Regions from separate parts of the Mus musculus genome. Here region 2 is linked to region 1. The links are chromatin contacts, called in public promoter capture Hi-C maps. All regions are on one chromosome and are shown on one strand. Each heading gives the region's core, a stretch centred on a gene start, on an enhancer-like site or on the middle of the called end of the contact. The rest is flanking DNA. Distances are from core to core; before and after follow the strand shown. Region 1 holds the start of Ptprh (protein tyrosine phosphatase, receptor type, H). Region 2 holds the start of Ppp6r1 (protein phosphatase 6, regulatory subunit 1).

What was found. Promoter capture Hi-C pulls out the DNA fragments that hold promoters and counts their contacts.
Region 2: a contact with region 1 is called in a promoter capture Hi-C map of macrophages, with 6 read pairs. The contact joins the promoter of Ppp6r1 here to the promoter of Ptprh in region 1. A contact is called at or near these places in 8 of 39 promoter capture datasets (embryonic stem cells, epiblast stem cells, liver and 2 more), 3 of 115 datasets of contacts at active chromatin or transcription factors (the SCID.adh cell line and embryonic stem cells) and 3 of 9 other capture datasets (adipose tissue, liver and pancreatic islet).

Annotation. Positions count from the first base shown.
Region 1 is chr7:4,602,781-4,607,270 of GRCm38.p6, reverse strand. It overlaps Ptprh (protein tyrosine phosphatase, receptor type, H), which reads left to right and starts at 3,230. Exons shown (of 20, transcript NM_207270.2): 1 at 3,230-3,484; 2 at 4,058-4,223. The coding sequence starts at 4,173.
Region 2 is chr7:4,657,444-4,661,854 of GRCm38.p6, reverse strand. It overlaps Ppp6r1 (protein phosphatase 6, regulatory subunit 1), which reads left to right and starts at 2,905. Exons shown (of 24, transcript NM_172894.2): 1 at 2,905-3,374. It overlaps Hspbp1 (HSPA (heat shock 70kDa) binding protein, cytoplasmic cochaperone 1), which reads left to right. Exons shown (of 8, transcript NM_001360629.1): 8 at 1,010-1,339. The coding sequence ends at 1,084.

The DNA.
Region 1 (4,490 bases), core at 1,981-4,480:
CCTCTTTCGATTCTCAGGCATTTCATCTAAGATCCCTCCCTTTCAGTCCTGAGAGTCTCTCACCTCCCAGGTCTCTATTGCATTCTGGAGGGTCCCCCAACCTCCTATGTCCCGAGGATGCCTGTGCTCTTGACCACTGAACAATCGCTCCAGCCCCCCAGTGAGCGTTTGTATCCCTTACAGATTACTATTGAATCAGAGCCAGGGCGCAGTAACTGTAATCGCCTTGTCCAGGGTCTTCCAGGACATTGGAAATCTGCCTCAGAGAAGCTAGGTGGAAGCTTTCCTTCCGTAGTTTTGATTGGCCTCAGCAAGTTCTCCCTGAAGGGAACATGTTCCAGACAGAAATGCTTCTGTGTGTGAAACTTGCTGGGAGCTGGAAACGGGCTGTGAGCCTGTCCGTGTGGTTGTGTTTGGTGCCTTGATCTTTTTTCCAGGCACAGAGCTGCCACATAGCTCCTGGGAGCATTTGGTTGCTCACAGATATTTGCAGTAAGAGTAAGTAAGTAGTGTGTGTTTGTGTGTATTCATGTGTTATTTGAGATGGCCTTACACTATAGCCCAGGCTGTCCTTCCTCTCACAGTGATCCTTCAACATTCGCTCCCAAAATCTAGGATGACAAACCTGAATCACGGTGCCTGCTTTCCTTCTTCCACACTCTCTGCCAGGACGATCACAGTCTCACCCTCTGACACTGTAAGTCCCAAATAAACATTTTCTTCTATAATGTACCTTGGCAACAGCATCTCTTCAGAGCAATAGAAAAGTAACCTTGCATTACAGGATATGGGTAGAGGTGGGGGAGGGGGACTGGGAGAGAGGGGGGAGGGGAGTGAGTGAGTGAGCGAGTAAGGGTCAGGGAAAGTCAAAGTCAAGTAAGGGTCAAGGAAGAAAAGGAAGATCCTACACATCTTATATAAGATGTGCTTTGCCCCTGCATGGGCACAGGATTCTTTAGCCATTCAGAATCCAGACAACACCAGAGAAGGGGTGTGTGTGTGTGTGTGTGTGTACATCTTATATAAGATGTGCTTTGCCCCTGCATGGGCACAGGATTCTTTAGCCATTCAGAATCCAGACAACACCAGAGAAGGGGTGTGTGTGTGTGTGTGTGTGTGTGTGTGTGTGTGAGTGTGAGTGAGATGGGTGGGGGAGAGACTATATATATATATATACATATATATATATATATATATATATATAACCTGAGATGGGTGGGGAAGAGACAGGAAGATCCTGAAGTTCACTGTCCAGCTTGTTTAGCCTGTTGGTGAATTCCAGCCAGGTTCAGTGAGAAACCCTATCTCAATCTATAAGGTGGAGCCAAGTGTAGTGGCGCACGCCTTTGATCCCAGCATTCAGGAGGTAGAGGCAAGAAGATCTCTGAGTTCAATGCCAGCCTTGTCTGCAGAGCGAGTTCCAGTACAGGCAGGGCTACACAGAGAAACCTTGTCTTGAAGAGTAAAAGAAAGCAAGAAAAGTATACATGTCTGAGAGCAGTGCAGGAAGATAACTCGTGTGAAGCTCTGTCCTCTTCACATCGGTTCACAGGCGCGCCCATCATCATAGCCATTTATCACGTACCTAGGTAGTGAAAAAGCATTCTTTGAGGTAAGGTTCAGGCTCTCAAGAGGTGAGATTACAGCTGTAGGGCTTGGATGTACTGCAATAATTAATATTCCTTTTTTATTTTTTGAGACAGGTCCTCACCATATAGCCCAGGCTGGACTGGAACTGGCTATGTACACCAGGCTGGCCTCACCTCTTAATGGTGGAACAATCAGGAATGCCTTGTTGGGTTAGCTATGCAGATAACTGTATCCTCATATCCCAGGAGCTGTAGAAGAGAGGAGAGTTGGGATGGGGTAGGGTGGAAGTGCAGGTTAGGAAGTGACATCTGTCCTGGAGGCCAAAGTGCAACACTTGATTATGACCCCCTGAGCTTGATTCCTTCCTCCTCTGACTCAGGAACAATGTCCTGAGATGTTTTCAGCATGGGGCAATAAGTGGTAATTCCCTCCCCACCCTTCCCCCTTGTAACTCTCCTTGATTAAAGGGAGATTGTGAGAATGACGAAAAAGGGCAAACATTTATTGTGAACCAATATGTCATAATGGATGACACCATCCAAGATGGGCACCCGTGACTCTCACTTCCTACTTCTTACACTTTCAAGCTGTGCCTTCCAGTGCTGGAGAGGGAAAGGTATTAGTGGTAGGTGTGTGCCTTCTGGGACAGGGTTAGGAAAGACAGTGTCTACTCCTGTCACAGTGGCACCTGGAGGGAGTCAATTAGGCATTCATGATCTTTCAAGGCCATCCTGAGCTATCTGAGATGAAGTCTCAAGAAATACAACAGCCTGGTGTGGTTTGGCCTTCATTCTTAACACTCTAGGGGAAAAAAAATACTGAAGTAGAGGCAAGTGTAGATCTTTGTAAGTTCAAGGCCAGCCTAGTCTACGTAGTGAGTTTCAGGGCTAGACAGAGGTACAAAGTGAGACCCTGTCTCAAAAACTAAATGAAAATTATATCAGGGAATAAAATTCTGTTAGGTAGAATGCACAAGGCCCTGGGAAACAGTCAAATGGGAAGATTCCCCATCCAGACTCAAGTATATGAGGAGAGGTAACCAGCCATATGGCAGACATAGAATAGTATAAAAGGGTTAATTTAAGTTACAAACTAGTTAAGGAACAAGCCTAGCTAATAACGTAGGCATTCATTCATAAATAAATAATAAGCCTTCAAGTCATTATTCAGGAACTGGGGTGTGGGTGGAAAAGCCCTTGGTTACAGTTGCTTAGAATCCCAGATCCCTGGAGGCAGAGGCAGGAAGAGAGGAAGTTCAGTGAAGAGCATGGAGAGTTTGAGCCAGCCTAGGGTATAAGTCAGGGCCATACATCACCCAGGCTGGACTCTGACTCTTAGTCTTCCTCACTATTGGGATTACAGGTGTGATTACACACCTTGCTTTGATATGGAATTTATCAACCTTCTGCCTCAGCTCCTTAAATGCAGTGATAACAAGCATGAAACACCACACCCTGGTAAGGTTTTTCAGACAACCATTTCTCTCATTCTTCGAAGCTTGTTTACCGGTAGCTGTGACCATTTTTCATAGAGGAGAAATCTGAGTCACCATGGATTGAAGTCACCCTTTTTAAGGTCACAGAAACGCCCCGTGACAAGGGAGATATGCAAATGTAAATAGTCTACCAGGATAGACTACAACTCAGGGCTGCCTGGTGTGGACCCTGCCTGAGCTGAATCTCAGGGAAAGAACAGGAGAGAGGCCTTGCTAGAGGGCAGTGGGAGACTGCATCTGTGCTACAGAGAAAATATACAAAGGCCACGGGTTGAGGAACATGCAGGCGTCACCTGATGGAGCTGCAAAGGTCTACGGGAGACAGGAAAAGGAAACAGAATACAGAGCCCCCGTCAACTCAAGTGCTCCAGTAGGATATGAGGAGATACCGTTTTCAGGGTACCTGTGTGTGTGTGCGTATGCCTGTGCGTGTGTGTGTGTGTGTGTGCGTGTGTGTGTGTGTGTGTACATGTGTATGCATTTATGCATGCAAAATAAGTGTGCACGTACACTTGTGTCAAAGTGTATATGTGCTTATATGTGTGTTTAAGACAGGAGCTGATTCTAGCTTGTAATTTATAGTAATCCTGCCTCAGCTTCCCCTTAAGTATTACAGGTGTGAGTCACCACACCTGGCTATGGGTTGGCTATGATGTGTCCGCATTCCCTAAGACTGGACAGCCAGATGGACATTTGGCTCTATTTACATTTGGAAATCTGCATGGCACATTCACACACAATGGGAGCTGACCTCTGCCTACCTAGGGGATCTGAAGGTACCTAAGTGGAGATGAAGCTTCTGTGGTACAAAATGGAGTGTGCTGAGACTGAGGATTCCAGACTGGACAGAAGAAGATGTCCAGAATGTCTGTGTGGGGGGCCGAGAAGGAAAGGAAGGAGGCTAAGAGACAGGGCAGGGCCCAACTGGGTTCTCAGGCTTACAGCTCTTACTTCCTCCTCCGCCCATTGCAGCCTCAGCCTCTGGCCTCACCAATGGGCTGGCAAAAGGAAAATCTTAAGTCGAAAGTCCATCCAGTAGAGGTTGCAGAGCCGGGACTCCTGCATCCCCTGCGCAGTATCGGGACATATGGCCAGAGCTGGTGGGAACTGTGGGGTTTGGAGGAGCTTGGTGCTATTGGTAAGTTCTCTGCTCAGGGCTGAGCTGGGGTCCAAGGGAAGGAGGGAAGGAGAGAAAAGGCTAGAATCTACATTCCCAGAGATATGGGAGGAAGGTCTCTCAGCCAGAGACTTGAAGAAGCCAGGGAAGGCCATTACCTGGAGAAAAAAAGAACACTCTGCATTTCGAGGAATATAGACAAGCTTTCGTATACTGGTGTCTGGTATGAGAGTAAACATGGGACCAGGCTGCTCATATGCAAAGCCCAGCCCTCCTCCCGCAGACCCA
Region 2 (4,411 bases), core at 1,656-4,155, 55 kb before region 1:
TAATGTTTTAGTTACATTTTCACTGTGTTAGCTTAAAGTGGTCTCAGACTTGAAATCCTGTTGTAGGAAGTATAGTTTGTCTCCAGTCTCTCACGACTACAGACACTGCTATAGGAACAAGTGTTTGAGGCAGGGGACACGGGTCAGTTGGCAAAGTGCTTGCAGTGCAAGCAGAAGGAGCTGAGTTCACAGCGCAGGAAGCAGGGACAGAGGATCCCTTGGGGCTCATGTGTAGCCAGTCCAGTAGAGTCAGTGAATTCCATGTTGAGTGAGAAAGAAAGTGTGACTGGGAAAATGAGATGGAGGCTCGCACACAGCGTCAGTCCTAGCACTGGGGAAGAAGCAGGTGGAGCTCTGTGAGTTGGAGGCCAGCTTGATCTACAGAGTGAGTTCCAGGACAGCCAGGCTGCATCGTGAGGAAAGGGAAAGAGATGGAAAACAGTTGAGGAAGATAATCGTTAAACTCTGGTGTCCACACCCATGTGCACACGGATGCACTCATACCCAAACACATATGCGTGCACGTGCACACACACACACACACACACACACACACAAGGTGGATGGCTTCTGGGGCCCTCTTGTCTTCACACACACACGCACACACACACGCACACACACCCTTCTCCATACCCATAAAAATGGAACTTAAAAAAAAAAATCTAATTACTGGGGGTGGGGGCTCATGTGTGCCATGGTGCCCAGGTGGAGGTCACAGGAAAATGTGTAGGAGTCAGTTCTTCCCTTCAATCAGTGGGTTGTGGGGATTGAACTTAGGGGGCTGATGTGAAGACTGACCAGTCTGGGAGGCCGCAAGACTCTATGTGTGGAGTTCAGAAACCCATGAGCAGGGCAAGTGATCATGATTGGCGCAGTGGTCCTTGGGAAAGGCTGGGCGTCCGGAGTGGGAAGGTGGCAGGTAGTTTAGAAATACAGGAGAGTGTTCTGCCTGCTGAATGTATGGCAGGCAGGTCTGCCCGCGCTCAGGACTCCTCTCACCCTGATCCAGGAGGAGCTGGAGTTCTGTGAAAAGCTGTTACAGACCTGTTTCTCTAGCCCTACCGACGACAGCATGGATCGCTGAGACCAGGTGGCTCCTTGCTTTCTCTCCGTGGGAACCCCAGGCCTCCTGCCTCCCTCCTTCCCAGGCACTCTCTCTTAAGGGATTGCCAGGCCTTGTTTGGGCCTGGGCCTGGGCCTGCCAGCCCATCTCTGGGTAGCCCCCTGGAGGGGTTGCTGAGAAAGGTGCTGGCCCCTTGATCCCCTCCCTTGCTTTCTGTCATCCTTTCTTCTCATGTCCACACTGCTCTTCAAATAAAAACATTTCTCCTGCTCCCTTATGCTGTCTTGCATTGTTTTTTGGAAGGTTCTTATGGAAGGAAGGAGGGGCTGAGCTTAGAGGATTTGGGGAGATGGTCACTAAAGGTATAATAAGTGTTGCTCTTACCTCAGAGCTGCTGTCTTTTCTTGCTGTGTTGTGCTGGGACCATCTGTTCTTTAACACACACACACACACACACACACACGTACTTTTAAAAACATATTTGAGTGTATAAAGAGGGGCATGGCCTGTGAATGGAGGTTAGAGGACAGTGTGGGGCATTGATTCTCCCTTTCTCCCATGTGGGTATTGGGATCGAATTTTAAGTTGAGCCAGGTTATGGGCTTGCACAGCAGCCACCTTTGCCCATGAAGCCAGCTCGACATCCTTGAAGTTTTGTGTGAAAGTTAATCTTCATTGCCAAGTTGGCAGGATTTAGAATCACCATGGAAACACATCTCCAGTGTGTGTATGAGTTTCCAGAAAGGTCTAACTGGGGAGAGAAGACCCATCCTGGAATTGGGGGTGGGGTGGGGGGGGGGGGCAGGCTGAACTTAAAGGAGACAGGGAGCAGAGCTAGTGTTCACTTTTAATATGAAGGTGCTCTCTTACACAGAACTCAGTTGATACAAGATCGAACAAAAATTAAAAGCAGCACAGCCCAGGAGAGACAAGACGAAAAAAATTACTGACAGGTGTTAATCTGTGCAAGTCCATTAAAGCCATTTGAGAAGGGGTGGAGAAAAATATCTACATCCCTTGAAAGTCAAAATAATGACTGACGTGAAATGTCCCCGAAATATAAAGTCCTAATCTGCTGTTTTAAAAAAGGAAAACTAATGTTTCTTACATGCATTTATCTAGTCCTTACAGCTGACCTCTAAAACGGGCACGAAGGAGCAGGGGATGAAAGTTGGGGTAAACCGAGGCTCAGCGCTAGAAAAGGCCCTTTAGTGACTGAATCCCGGCGTTAAGGGGTTCCTCCCGGTTGTTACAAGAGGAGGCTTTGTGCAGCAACTGGCAACAGTAGACGCGGCTTGGGCAAATGCCTGAGTAGGAGGTCAGCCAGAAAACCTCGGCAGACGCTTAGGCATCCGGGACGAACCCGACTGAACAAAAGCAACCAGCTTCGCGTGAGGACGAAAAGTTGGAATGGATTTCTTAGGAGTTGACTCGAGTCAAAGAAATATGGTTGAAGGAGTCGGAATAACAATCGGATTTCCGAAGGTAGCTTTCAGGGCGAAAGATCCTAGAACCGAATATTCAGCGGATTTTGGAATGTAGTCACAGAAAACGGGGTTCTGGCTGCAGCAGCGCCTGCGCACTGGGCCCTCTAGGTTTATTCAGGGAGAGAACATTGGCAACCGTGGGCACGGACAGCCGCGGAGTTCCGGAGTGGGCGGGTTCTGGGCGCCAGCGCTCACCGCGCACGCGCCTCGCCAGGCCGACCTAGCGGCCTCTCGCGCACCTGCGCACGGAGAGCGACCACGAGAGGGCGGAGCCTGTCTTCTTGCGTCCTCCCGCGCTCGGGGCATTGTGGGACAGTGGCGGAGGTAGCCCTGCGTCGGAGGCCTTAAGGTGGACGGCTGGGGCCGGGGAGACCCAGCCGCTTCGGGTGACAGTAAAGCCGAGGGGACGGGCGTCGGCTCTCGGTGCAATTCTGCACCCGTCGGGCTGCGGAGGCTTCTTTTTCCTGTCCCGCGGGTGCCGGCGTGTCAGTGTGTAACCCGCGGCGACTTCCCCCGTCGCCCTGCTTCGGAGGCGCCTGCGCGGGCCTCGCGTCGGCCACGGAGCTCTGCGGTGGAACGAGTGCGCCTACTTTTTCGCGACGACCCGAACTCGTCGAAGCTCGGTGGTGAGGCAGGGGATTCCCTGTGACTGGAGGGCGCTTGCGCGGGTTCGCGAGCTCCGGCCCGGGCGCCTGCGCGAGCCCACCGGCGCCGCCCCCGCCCCTCTTAGCCGGCCCCTCGACAGGGCCGGAGCCGCCGGCGGCGGGGCGGCAGGGGCGCCCCGATGAGCCCCGAGTGCGAGGAGCCGCCGCCCCCCCGCGCAGGTGAGCCCCGCAGCTGCCTTCCCGGGCGTGCGCCTTCTAATCCGGAGTCTTTTCCTCAAATCTCCCTGAGCGCCCCTGAGTCTCTTAGTATCCTCCCTTTCACTCCCTAAGTCTTTTAGCCACTTGCCAGTATCATCAAGTCTATTTCCTGTCGCCGGGCCTGTGTCTACTTCGCTGTCATTCCCAGCCCGTCTTCCTCGTCTATTGGGGACCCTCTCTAAGTCTCTTAGACTCTTCTCCCCGCAGCCCCCAGCCCCCATCTCTTCCCACTGGGATCTACATCACCTCCACCTATCATTCTGACTCAGCTCTCTTGGGATTTGGGCCCACTCCCCTGTCCCCCCTGTCGTAGTCTTCCTCCTCTAGGGTGCCTTTCTCTTTCCTTCCTCTTGCCTGCTCTTTTGTGCTCACCTCTGTGTCTACCTACTCTTTTCACTCTCACCAGCCTTCGTGGACTCTTGACCTTTTTGTTTCTCACCCTCTGCTCAGGAAGGCAAGGTTAAACAGGTCTTTTCCTTCGCCTTGGCTGTGGCTGTCCTGTCCCTGTTTGTCCCTAGTTTCCTGTGGTGAGGAGGCACTTTGGAACCACTGTTTGGTGCGCTACTGGGTATTCTGTGAGATGAGGCCCATTGAGGGCAGAACTTGGTTGCTGGGTCCAGGAGGGAGTGGTCAGTGGAAGTCCCTGGTACTTTTATCTACTCAGGGAGCCAAAGGCAGAGCTGGACAGTCACAATTACTGTGTGTTGTGATGGTGGTAACCCAGGGTGCTGTGGCAGCAGGCCGCAGAGTGGGAGAGACTGGTGAGACCGGCCGGATGGGTGACTTTTCTGTCGAGGAAGGCTGAGTGGGAGTTAACAGATGGAGAGTGGGAAGAAGAGCTTTCCAGGTGGAAGAAACACCGCGTGCAAATATGTGAAGGTGGGAACACTGAGGGAGCCAGGATGGAGTGGGTTGAAGTGTTAAGAGGGCAAGGGTGGAATGGCTTGGCTGGAGCTGCTGTCCAGGGCCTTAAGTGACCTGGTTGGTAGTCCTTTTCC